Regions from separate parts of the Ovis aries genome. Here region 1 is linked to region 2. A link is a contact called in public Hi-C data. All regions are on one chromosome and are shown on one strand. The core of a region is the stretch at or near the end of the contact, and the rest is flanking DNA. Distances in the headings are between cores, read along the strand shown.

Region 1 (5,217 bases), core at 1,495-3,994, 430 kb before region 2:
AAGCCCAGGATGCCCTAGGAGCACCTGGACCAAGCATCCATCATTATGCTGAGGGTCAGGCATGGCCTCTTAAAGGACACAGAGACCTGATGGGTAAATGGGAGTTAATCAAGCAGAGAAGAGAGACAGAGACATCCTGGTATTCCCTAAGCCCTTCTCTCGTAAATTCTTTCTCCCAAGAACTCCTGTGCCTCAGGTATTTCGTGGAAGTGTGGACGCCAGAAATGTTATTATCTCATGGTGAATCACTTCTCTTTGGTGGTGGTGCTGAAATTGCAAAGAAATGACATAAACTTGCTGTAGTTCTTACTTGGGAAAACCTCCAAAAATCCTCTTTACTCTTCCTTCTTTTTATAGAACTCTGCCCTCCATTGTCTCCTTGGCGGGGAGGAATCCCTGAGCCAAGTTCTTCAGCCTCAGTGAACTTCTCTGAACTCTTTTACGCTGGTCTAGATGAGCCACCTCTACTCACCCAAGTCTGCTTTCATTGGTAACTCCACAGCAAAGAGACTCTGAGACTTCAAATCAGAAAGATAACTAACCTCTTATGGAATCCTCAGTTCAGTTCAATTCAGTTCAGTCGCTCAGCCGTGTCAGACTCTTTGCGATCCCATGAATCGCAGCACGCCAGGCCTCCCTGTCCATCACCAACTCCCAGAGTTCACTCAGATTCATGTCCTTCGAGTCCGTGATGCCATCCAGCCATCTCATCCTCTGTTGTCCCCATTCTCCTCCTGCCCCCAATCCCTCCCAGCATTAGAGTCTTTCCCAATGAGTCAACTCTTCGCATGAGGTGGCCAAACTACTGGAGTTTCAGCTTCAGCATCAGTCCCTCCAAAGTGTATATATTGATTTAGTGATCATATGGGAAGAGATGTGCTCTGAGGATGTTTTTCTCTGATAGTTTCTTCATGGAAATGGCTCTGAGGAGAGTTTGGAAGAGTCAACAACATAAAGACATGGAATAATGGCCAGGAATATGGGCAAGGATCCACTGCCCTCAAACTTCTTTTTCTCTATCTCAGCCTAGCTTTTGATTCCTTAATTCAATATCGCTACTTTTGAGTTGCCCACATGAATGTTTCTAGAGTGAATCATACTAGATCTATAGTACAAGCTTAATAACATTAACCTCTACTGATAGTCTAGCTTAAATGTCTCCCAGTTTTTGCTTTGGCTTTTAGGTTAGTTACAAGTAGCCGAGAAATGGTCTACTAAAAGTAGAACCTTGCACAGAAATTTTCAGGTAGGATGTGTTTAAAAGGATTTGAATGAAAAATCACCATCAGAGCAAAACATTTCTCCAGTTATACTTTCCATTAAATATTAAGTATGCAATGGGGAAACAAGTTGAAAATATAAATATATAATAATTGAATTATTACAAGTTTAGAAGCTGAAGAGACACGTAAACATGTTTCATATGTGAACTAAATGTCTCCTCCCCCTCTACTTTCACTGGCAGGAAATACATTAGTATATGCTGTTTCTGCTTAAGCCTGAGAAGAAAAGGCCAAGTGACAGCTTTAAAAGCTGACCTTGAATAAGTTATCAGTTGCAGCCCTTCTCTAAATCTTGGACTCAATTTACTCTGTTTAAGTGTAGCCTCTTTTATGTTTATCCTTAGATATTTTAACAAAGCATCATAATGTTATTTTTATAGTGTAATCACATGGACAAACATACTACCTTTAACTCTTATCAATCACCTGCTTTTAACTCTCATTTAATCACCTGGTTGGTGAGTCTAGGACAGTACAGCAAATTATTAGCCTAAAACTGCAACAGAGAGTTAAAAAATAATAAAACACAATAAAGAATTTTTAACAAGCAACACTAGACGTCAGAGTTGTGAAACAATTGCAAGCATTTCAAAATATATATTGAAATAATAAAATCTCAGTTAACTGAACTTAAACTGCATACACGTAAACTGCTGGATCTTTTAATTACAAGAAGTATTTTTGGTATTTAACTTTTTACAAGGAAGGATATGCTGCTGCTGCTAAGTCAACTTCAGTCATGTCCAACTCTGTGCGACCCCATAGACGGCAGCCCGCCAGGCTCCTTCATCCCTGGGATTCTCCAGGCAAGAACACTGAAGCGGGTTGCCATTTCCTTCTCCAATGCATGAAAGTGAAAGTGAAGTCGCTTAGCTGTGTCCGACTCTTCACGACCCCATGGACTGCAGCCTACCAGGCTCCTCTGTTCATGGGATTTTCCAGGCAAGAGTACTGGAGTTGGTTGTCATTTCCTTCTCCGGGAAGGATATGAGAAAGTGAGAAAACGTACTCTATTCAGAGATTCATAACAAAGCAGTTTTCAGCATAAATCCCGGGGATGAGAACACATTCTGTCTAGCCTCCCAAGCTTCTGTAGTATAGTATTCTGTGTTTAATCTGCAGGCTTCAAAGTGAGGAGAATGATTTAATGCATTTGAGAAAACATTTTGAATAACAGCTTTAAAGCAAAAAGGGGTTTTCCACATTAGCCACAGCTGACCACAAAATACAAATTAACAATTTGCCCAATTTCCTAGCTATTCTAGTTGAGGTTTTAATGTACATAGCTAATAAAGCATCTTTCATATAGTAGTTGGAGCATCCCGACCCATTCATGGACCACTGACTTAGAAACAATCTCGTCTGCCATTGCTTCTGTGGCATGAGGTCTTGAAATGATCAGTTATCTCGTAGGATGACTCACATCTCACTAGCTCAATGTGGTTCCACACTACCAAGAGAACACAGTGCCAGCACATGCCCAGTAATTCACAGCATAGTCATTTCCCTGAAATCTTTATAAGGAGTGCCCCTCCATCTGGTGTAAAAATGCATTATTCATTCAATACACATCCTATTCACTAAATAGGGAGAATATCACCCCTACACTTCCATTTATACTCAAACCATGTCATTTGGGTAATTGTGACTTCTCTGGGTTTATACTTTGAGATTTTGCATGCATTTTATATCTTCCTTTTGAAAATTACATTTTATTAAATATTTGACCAGAGATCTAATTTTCCATTTCCTTTTCTCTCCCCTGAGTCTCTGTATCATGTTCTCATTTAAGTCACAGGTGTGCTTGGGAAGCTTAACTTTACTTCTGAGTCATGTTGGTGAGCAACTAAAATCTCCCTCCAATCCCACGGGGCTCACTCCCCTACAGTTTCCTCTTCTCTAAGGACACCAGAATAGAATGAGTAAACTGTGTTCACTGTATTTCCAATTATGTGGGGTTTTAGTGTTATCTGCTTCTAGGAACATTTATGACAACACTTGGATTCTAGGATCCACTCTAATACATACACTCTAGTAAAAACTGGAAGAGTCTTTAGGTGTTCACAAATATATATATATTTCATATTTTATATATTTATTTATTTCAGTCTGATAGAACCAATACTCAGGTTAGGAGATCCAGGTTTAAGTTGAATATCTATGTAACCTTGGGTTTGGGAACAACACAGACCTTCTACTACTATATCACCTGGTCTCTGAGACCAGAGGCAGTAGGAACATTTTGAGAATACAAACCCAAAGAACCCCATGAAGCAAGTAAAATCCCCAAGTGCAACATCAAGAGGGAGACTCTTATAGAACCAAGAAATGGCACAGAAGAGATCTTGTTTATTAATTTAATCAGGATATTTTATTATATCAAGAGATCTGACTATTTTACAGATCTGTCAATTTCTCTTCATTCCTACTGCTAATTCCCTAATTCAGGCTATCACAAGGCTTTCCCAGATCGCTCCAACCTCCCCTACGTGGTCTCCCTAATATCCAGGCCTGATTCCCTCTTCTCCACTATCCCACTGAATAGCCTGATGAATTCCACTGACTAAAATGCTGAAGTGCCTCCTCACTGCCCTCAAGATAAAGCTGATCTCCTTAGTATGAAAAATACTAAGGGCTTGCTTTGCTAGGGCTTGCTTTCCTAACCTTACCTCTTGACCATCTCCTACTGCCTTGGCATCTAAAGTCCAGTCTGACTGAATGACATCTACACGTTTCTACTTCCAAACTCTCTGTAAAAGCTCTGCTTTCTACCATGGATACCATCTCACTCCCAACACCTCTGCTCTTGCCTAGACAAATCTTACTCATTTTCCAGATTAGATGATGCTTCCTAAAAACTGAATTAAAGTGGCCCTTCATTGCCCACATACCAAGATAGCACAGGTACTGACACACAGTGCAGCTTTTCATCCTATGAGTTCTGAGCAACTCACCAAACTCTGAAGTCCACAAGCAAGGAACTATAACAGCTGAGTGCTGGGACCATGTGTTCAGACTCTAAAGCTACAACAAATATATTTTCCTTTTCCCTCTAAGGGAATCAAGGGATAAACTCATATACTCATTCAATCACCTTTAGTGATGAGTCCCAGTGCCACAGCTTTAAATGGCATTTTTCTCAACGTATAAGATGACTTTGATATTAAGCCCACAAATTCAGGATACAAGAAATGTAAAGTCCTTTTTTTATGTTCACTTTGCACTCTGTGGTAGAAACTTAATCTTGTCAATTCTGGGTCATCTCACTCAACTCAGTTCCATCTTTTCCTTGGAGTTGCATCCAAGTTGAAAGGAGAAGCACTGGGTTTGCACCGAGGCAATGGAGGTGGGGGTGGAAATCCGATCCTCTGTCATCACCAGATGCCCACTGGCTCCTTTGGCCATGGGTCTACACAGCCAGTAGTGTCTTCCTCATTCCATCCCAAGGCCTCTCTGGATCTGATTCTATAATATATCAGTTATGTTAAAACTCTCTCAGGCATACTGAAAACACTTGGTTGTTCCCTGAACCAAAAGAGCATGGGAAAATTCTATGACGTTCCTCAGGTTTGTATGCCTAAACATTCTGTAAAACTGTTTACTCAAGTGCTTCTATGAAACACTTCTATAAATGCTGATGAAAACTTCTACAAGTTTTAGCAGCCCTCTGACTTCATTTACTGAGAAGGATACAAACAGATTTTTCACAGATCATCCTGAATCTAGTGAGACTTTTGTTTTGCGTGTTTCCTCTATGTTTTGTTCAACCCTGGATTCAACACCAGGCAGAAAGTTCACAGGGTGACTAAATCCTGTCTAGCTTATTCTCTGATTTTAATTTTCTTCTTTCTCCTAGTCAGGAAAAATTTCTCTGCTCTGGGTGCCAATCATATTCTTCTCTGTCATTTGTCTCATGTTTTGATATCAGGGTGTT
Region 2 (5,586 bases), core at 2,060-4,559:
ATTAAGTAATCTTCTTTCTTTGTCCATTAGCCCAGTTTACAATGGGAGTGCAGTGGAAATATCTGTCTGGAGAAAGAAGAGGGGAAGCATAAAAAGGTAGAAAGCTGTCACTTAGATGAGTGAAACTGTCAGAGAAGAAGCAAGCCTGAAGCAATCACTTGGTGGCGACCAGCCTCCACAGTGGTAATTCAGGCCCATATGAAGACACTGAGGAGTCAGTCACAGTACTAACATGTATAACAACCCTAAGCAGCAGAATTAGCACACAACTTATGCTTGGAAAATGAAAATAATTAGGTGCACATTTAAAATGCACTGCTAAAAAGGGAGGGACCAAAGCCACAATCATGGACCTCTTTTCATGCCCAACATCAGGTTAATGTCATGCTTGTAATTTACTAAGCCAGTCGGATGAGCAGGTGGAAGGCAGATGTGGCCATGGGCACTGGGTTATCTGCACCAGATAGACACCTGTTTCACCTTTTTGAGTATCTATATGGCCAGCCCTGAATGACAGAAAGCAGGTTTTGTGTGGGCTTTGCTACTTGAATGTTAGCTCTTTAGGAATGCTCTAAGATCTGGCCAGCTTTGCCTCAGTATGGGGTCCAGGCCAGATCTGATTCATCCTGCTACCTTCCTTCCAAGAACTAGCCCCCTGGTTACCCATTCTTTTGATCCAAGGAAGATTCAACCTAGTCAAAGGGAATGTAGTTGGTAGCCTCCAAGTGGACTCTGCTTTTAAGAGTTCCCGCTTTATGATGTTGACCTAAAAGAATAGTCCAGTAATTAGCTAGCACAGAGCAATCAAAAGGATCAGTCAGGCCATTCTTGGACTAGTGCAAACCTTCAGGGAGGATTTGATGACAGAATTGAAACACGGACTTATAGTGTAGAGTAGGAATCGAGGCAGAAATGGCAAGATAGGATACAAATCAATGCTTAGAATAAAATATTTTCTTAAAATACACAAGCAATGATAAGAATTGTCCGCCTAATCGCGGTGATTCTTTGTTTTCTTTTGCAACGTACATTCCCAGGAGACTGTGAGGGACACTGAACAAGTGTCCCAGTTTTTCAAATAAAGAAAATAAAATATTTGTTTCCAAATTTTCAACTTCTACTTTTGAAAGCTAAACTTAAGTTTTAAGAATCATGTACCAAGAGAGGGTAGAGGTAAACCTCATAACATTTTTTCAGTCTTATGTTCTGGATACTTATTTTCATTTTCGTAAAGCTACTTTGCAAAGTAAATGTAAATGAGTAGTAAGAAAAACAGCTCTATTGGTAACAAGTCCAGTTTATCAGCAATGTGCTAAAATCTCTAATCCTAATTCTCTCAACAGAGTGCCTCAACTTTTATATTTAAAATACGCTTCATCATGAAAAGTTAATAAGGACCAATTCAAATTGTTCTCCATTTTAGGAACTTCAAATGCAAAGAGAATTGGAAAAAAAATTTTATTAGCAGAGGGTGATTATAAGTGGAACTTCCCACTTCGCCTTCAAACTCTTACTAACAACCACCTGACAGGGTGACAGTGATGCAATGTGGTCACAAAAGATTGGGGGTAGAACGTGCAGTTTCCTTTTTCAATGCTGACACAATCCTAGAGCTTACTACTTAACAGGAAGCACAGACAACAGGAGTGGTTATAGTGGATTAGGACTCCGAGAAACTGACAGATCTCCATCAGTTCTTTTTACATCTGCTACCAAATGTGTGTTTCTTTCCGAACCCCTGATATTCATGTGGAAACAATACAAACAGAATGATGTTATATCAATATATCCACATGGTGCCTTATACAATTATGTCCTGTAATTAGCTGAAAACTGGAACGTTTTGTTCCTCCTATTACTCGTTTGTTACTGTGTCACTTGAGAATAACTAGAGCACCAGATAAATTCTTAGGTTTGTACATTCACGAAATAATAAAGGCATGAGTGCTTGCTTTAGCATATAAAAGGATCAAGTTATTTATCTATCCTGTGAGGAGATGCATTATGTTAAAATGCATGTATCCGACCTCTGGAAAGAGATCCTAGGAACTGAAATTATGAAGGCTCACACAATCTCACTTTACGGTTTAAAAAAAAATGGTGAAGCAGTTATAATTATGCCATAAAGTTTTACAATCATTTTTTTTTCATTTTTCAGTTCTGACTCTAGCAAGTAAAATATTAATAGAACAGTTCTGACTGTAGCAAGTAAAAGAGAAAGGAATAACGAGAAGCTACATTGTAATTCAAAGATTAAAAGGTAGAGCAAATAGGCTTTTCCAAGAGTTGACTAGTGAGGTAGTGACTGGACAATTCCTTTACTTAAAAACAATCCCAGTCTCTCTGTATCAGCCTTTCCAAGAATTCATGGTGAAGGTGTCTAAATCTGACTGTTAACCGAGCCCAGACACGAAACTCAGTCTAGCCGTTCTCACGGGCCGGAGAAGTTCCCCGAAGGAGGACAAAGGTCTCCTCGGTTCGACAGACAGCGACAGACAGCCCTCCGCAGTCACTGTCGGTCCCCTGGAGGGCCGCGCGCCGGCTCTCCGCAGCCGCAGGTCTCTGCCACTTGCGACGGGAGAGGTTGCTGTCCCGGCTTCTCCCCACCCCCCTCACCTTTTTTTTGCCTCGGCACTGCCAACGAACTCCTTTCGTGGTGAGAGGATGGATTCCTCGTCGTTTCCCCGCCCAACCCTGGTGCCCACTCTCCCACCCAGCCACCACCACAGTCACGCGCACCCTTCTGATCCGGGGCCACTGGCGCACGCACCCTATTTCTCCTCCCCGGTCCACGCGCGCGCACACACACACACACCTCGACAGCTCCCAGGTAGAATCCTAAGCCGCTGACCTCCCTTCCCAGCACCCAGATGTTGCAACTCGGCTGAAGAAGGTGCGAGAAATAGCCCACTTGGAGAAGGAGACAGCGAGGAAGATGCCGGTTTCAGAGCTGTCTGCCCTGGATACCGAGTTCAAAGTAGCTAAGAGGGTGCACAGGAGAATACCGGGACTCCCCCCAGAGTCCCCGCGGACCGCGGCCTTTCCGCACCACCTGCCTGGAGCAAGGAGGCCAAGCCTCCACCATCCCAGCCCCGCGGTGGGCTGGAAAGCCGCAAGCAAGCAGCGGGCAGAGGCGCGGTGGGACCCGCGCCGCCCGGGGCCCCGCCCTCCGGCCCGCAGCGCTTCCTCTCTGCGCACAGGAGCGAGCGAGCGCCCCGCCCACTTCACATCTGGCCAATGGGCGCCCAGGCCGCGCGCTGTGTGGCCCCGCCCCCGCCAGGGAAACTTGAAGCTGCAGAAAAGTTTGTACAGAGGCTGGACTGGCAAGAGCGGAGCTGGAAACCCGGCAGCCTGAGAGGAAGATGAACCGCCCCAGGTCAGAGCCTCGGGCCGAGAGGACCTCAAGCCGCCCCCAGGGCGTCAGAAGCGCCCTCAGCTCTAGCCGCCAGCCCCGGTAGCCGCCCGCGCTGCCCTGGGCTGGGGAGGAGGGCGGCCCGAGCCGGGTACCCAGGCTCGGTGCCACCAGCGCGGTGCCGCCGCACACCTGAGAGCTGTCCGCCCACGGACGATTCCCGCGGGCTCCGCAAAACTTGGATCGTCTTTGAAGAAACGAAGGAAAAGACGAAGGAATAAAGCAATCCATGATCGGGCTTCACTGACCCATTTCGCTGCCCTTCTGTTTCTCCAAGTTTTTGAAAGCTGACCACTGACCCCAGTTCCGGAAAACTGGCAGCCACCGAGAGCAAGCTCTGAGAAGGCAGAGGCTTGGCAAGCTCCACACTGAGCAGGGCACGGCTGAGGGCAGGTTGAAGGCTTGTCCAGGACATCTGAGGCTTGACCCTGGGGGCTTACGTAACTGCAACCTCCGCGGCTGCCACAGGTGAGACAGGGTTGGGGGCACTGGGCAGAGAGCGGTGCGGGCGCCCCTTGAGCGTAGCCAGGAAATGAAGAGTGCTCTCTTCAAATTATCTTCCATAACTTGTTTTCAGCGAGACTTTTATTGACTCAGAATCTGTCGGGAAAACGAGCAAGCCAGTTTTCCCTTGAGATAGGTCTTGTTCATCTTGGCAGTGGAATGAGTTGGGTTGGGGAGAGGAGAGAAAGACAGTATCAACGTATAAATATTAATGCCCGTAGAGTGGTGCTGCCGGCAGGACTTATCCGGAGCCTGGAGATTTAGGTTGCTGCAGTTGGTAAGTGACTGCAGTCCACAATGTTGGATCGAGTTGCTCCCCCGATCTCTCATCAACATATTGTTTCTCGGGAGCGGGTCTGACACCTTTTTGCAGGTGGTAATTTCTGCTCATCGCTTCTTCGTCTCTCTCCTATTCTCCACAGACCCAGCCTCGCACTCCAAGGCAGTGTACCGTCGGCCACCACCATGACCGCCCCTGGGACCAATGCATCATCCTCCCAGGCCTCCAACCCACTGAACAGCCCAGTGACCATCCCGGCGGTGATGTTCATCTTCGGCGTGGTGGGCAACCTGGTGGCCATCGTGGTGCTCTGTAAGTCGCGCAAAGAGCAGAAGGAGACGACTTTCTACACACTGGTATGCGGGCTGGCGGTCACCGACCTGCTGGGCACGTTGTTGGTGAGCCCGGTGACCATCGCCACCTACTTGAAGGGCCAGTGGCCCGGGGGCCACGCGCTGTGCGAGTACAGCACCTTCATCCTGCTCTTCTTCGGCCTGTCGGGGCTCAGCATCATCTGTGCGATGAGTATCGAGCGCTACCTGGCCATCAACCACGCCTACTTCTACAGCCACTACGTGGACAAGCGGCTGGCGGGGCTCACGCTCTTCGCGGTCTACGCGTCCAACGTGCTCTTCTGCGCGCTGCCCAGCATGGGCCTGGGCAGTTCGCGGCTGCAGTACCCGGCCACCTGGTGCTTCATCGACTGGACCACCAACGTGACAGCGCACGCCGCCTTCTCCTACATGTATGCGGGCTTCAGTTCCTTCCTCATCCTCGCCACCGTGCTCTGCAACGTGCTCGTGTGCGGCGCGCTGCTCCGCATGCACCGACAGTTCATGCGCCGCACCTCGCTGGGCACCGAACAGCAGCACCACGCTGCCGCCGCCGCCGTCGCCTTGGCCCCGACCGCCTGCCGGGCTCCCCCGGCCGCCTCCTCCCCAGCCCTGCCGCGCCTCAGCGACTTTCGCCGCCGCCGGAGCTTCCGCCGCATCGCGGGCGCGGAGATCCAGATGGTCATCTTACTCATCGCCACCTCCCTGGTGGTGCTCATCTGCTCCATTCCACTTGTGGTGAGTGGCAGGGGTCAGGGCCCCACTCGGCCCTTTTCCTGCGTTCACCTCCCTCCTCCATCTCCCGCTCCCTGCTCTCCCTCTCCTCGGCCACCGGCCACCGACGTGTCTCCTCCAGGTCGGGACTGGGGTCCCCACGCCCAGGCTCTTTTTAGGCCCCACCGCTAGCGAGGTGCAGCAGGTGCTTTTCCCCTACATCGCCGAGTTTCTTTCCCCGAAAGCCTGGTTTCCTCTCCCTCCCGGGACAGCCCCTACCTCTGGCTGCCTGACAGTGGCCTTGAGCCTTCCGAGAACGCGCGCCGCTCTCGGTCAGATGTAGA

Evidence for each region. A called contact is a pair of places that touch in the nucleus more often than the background predicts.
Region 1: a Hi-C map of skin fibroblasts shows a contact between it and region 2, with 2.3 times the contacts expected there. The contact joins the enhancer-like site here to the promoter of PTGER4 in region 2. A contact is called at or near these places in 3 of 16 Hi-C or Micro-C datasets (blood, omental adipose tissue and skin fibroblasts).

Annotation. Positions count from the first base shown.
Region 1 is chr16:34,372,023-34,377,239 of ARS-UI_Ramb_v3.0, reverse strand. No RefSeq gene overlaps it. Among named protein-coding and RNA genes, the nearest start is that of TRNAE-CUC, 250 kb to the right of the region's middle. Within about 2 kb of position 2,744, at least 3 of the 54 cell types and tissues checked have an H3K27ac peak or open chromatin away from gene starts, as enhancers often do.
Region 2 is chr16:33,941,247-33,946,832 of ARS-UI_Ramb_v3.0, reverse strand. It overlaps PTGER4 (prostaglandin E receptor 4), which reads left to right and starts at 3,309. Exons shown (of 3, transcript XM_015101313.3): 1 at 3,309-3,880; 2 at 4,339-5,266. The coding sequence starts at 4,382.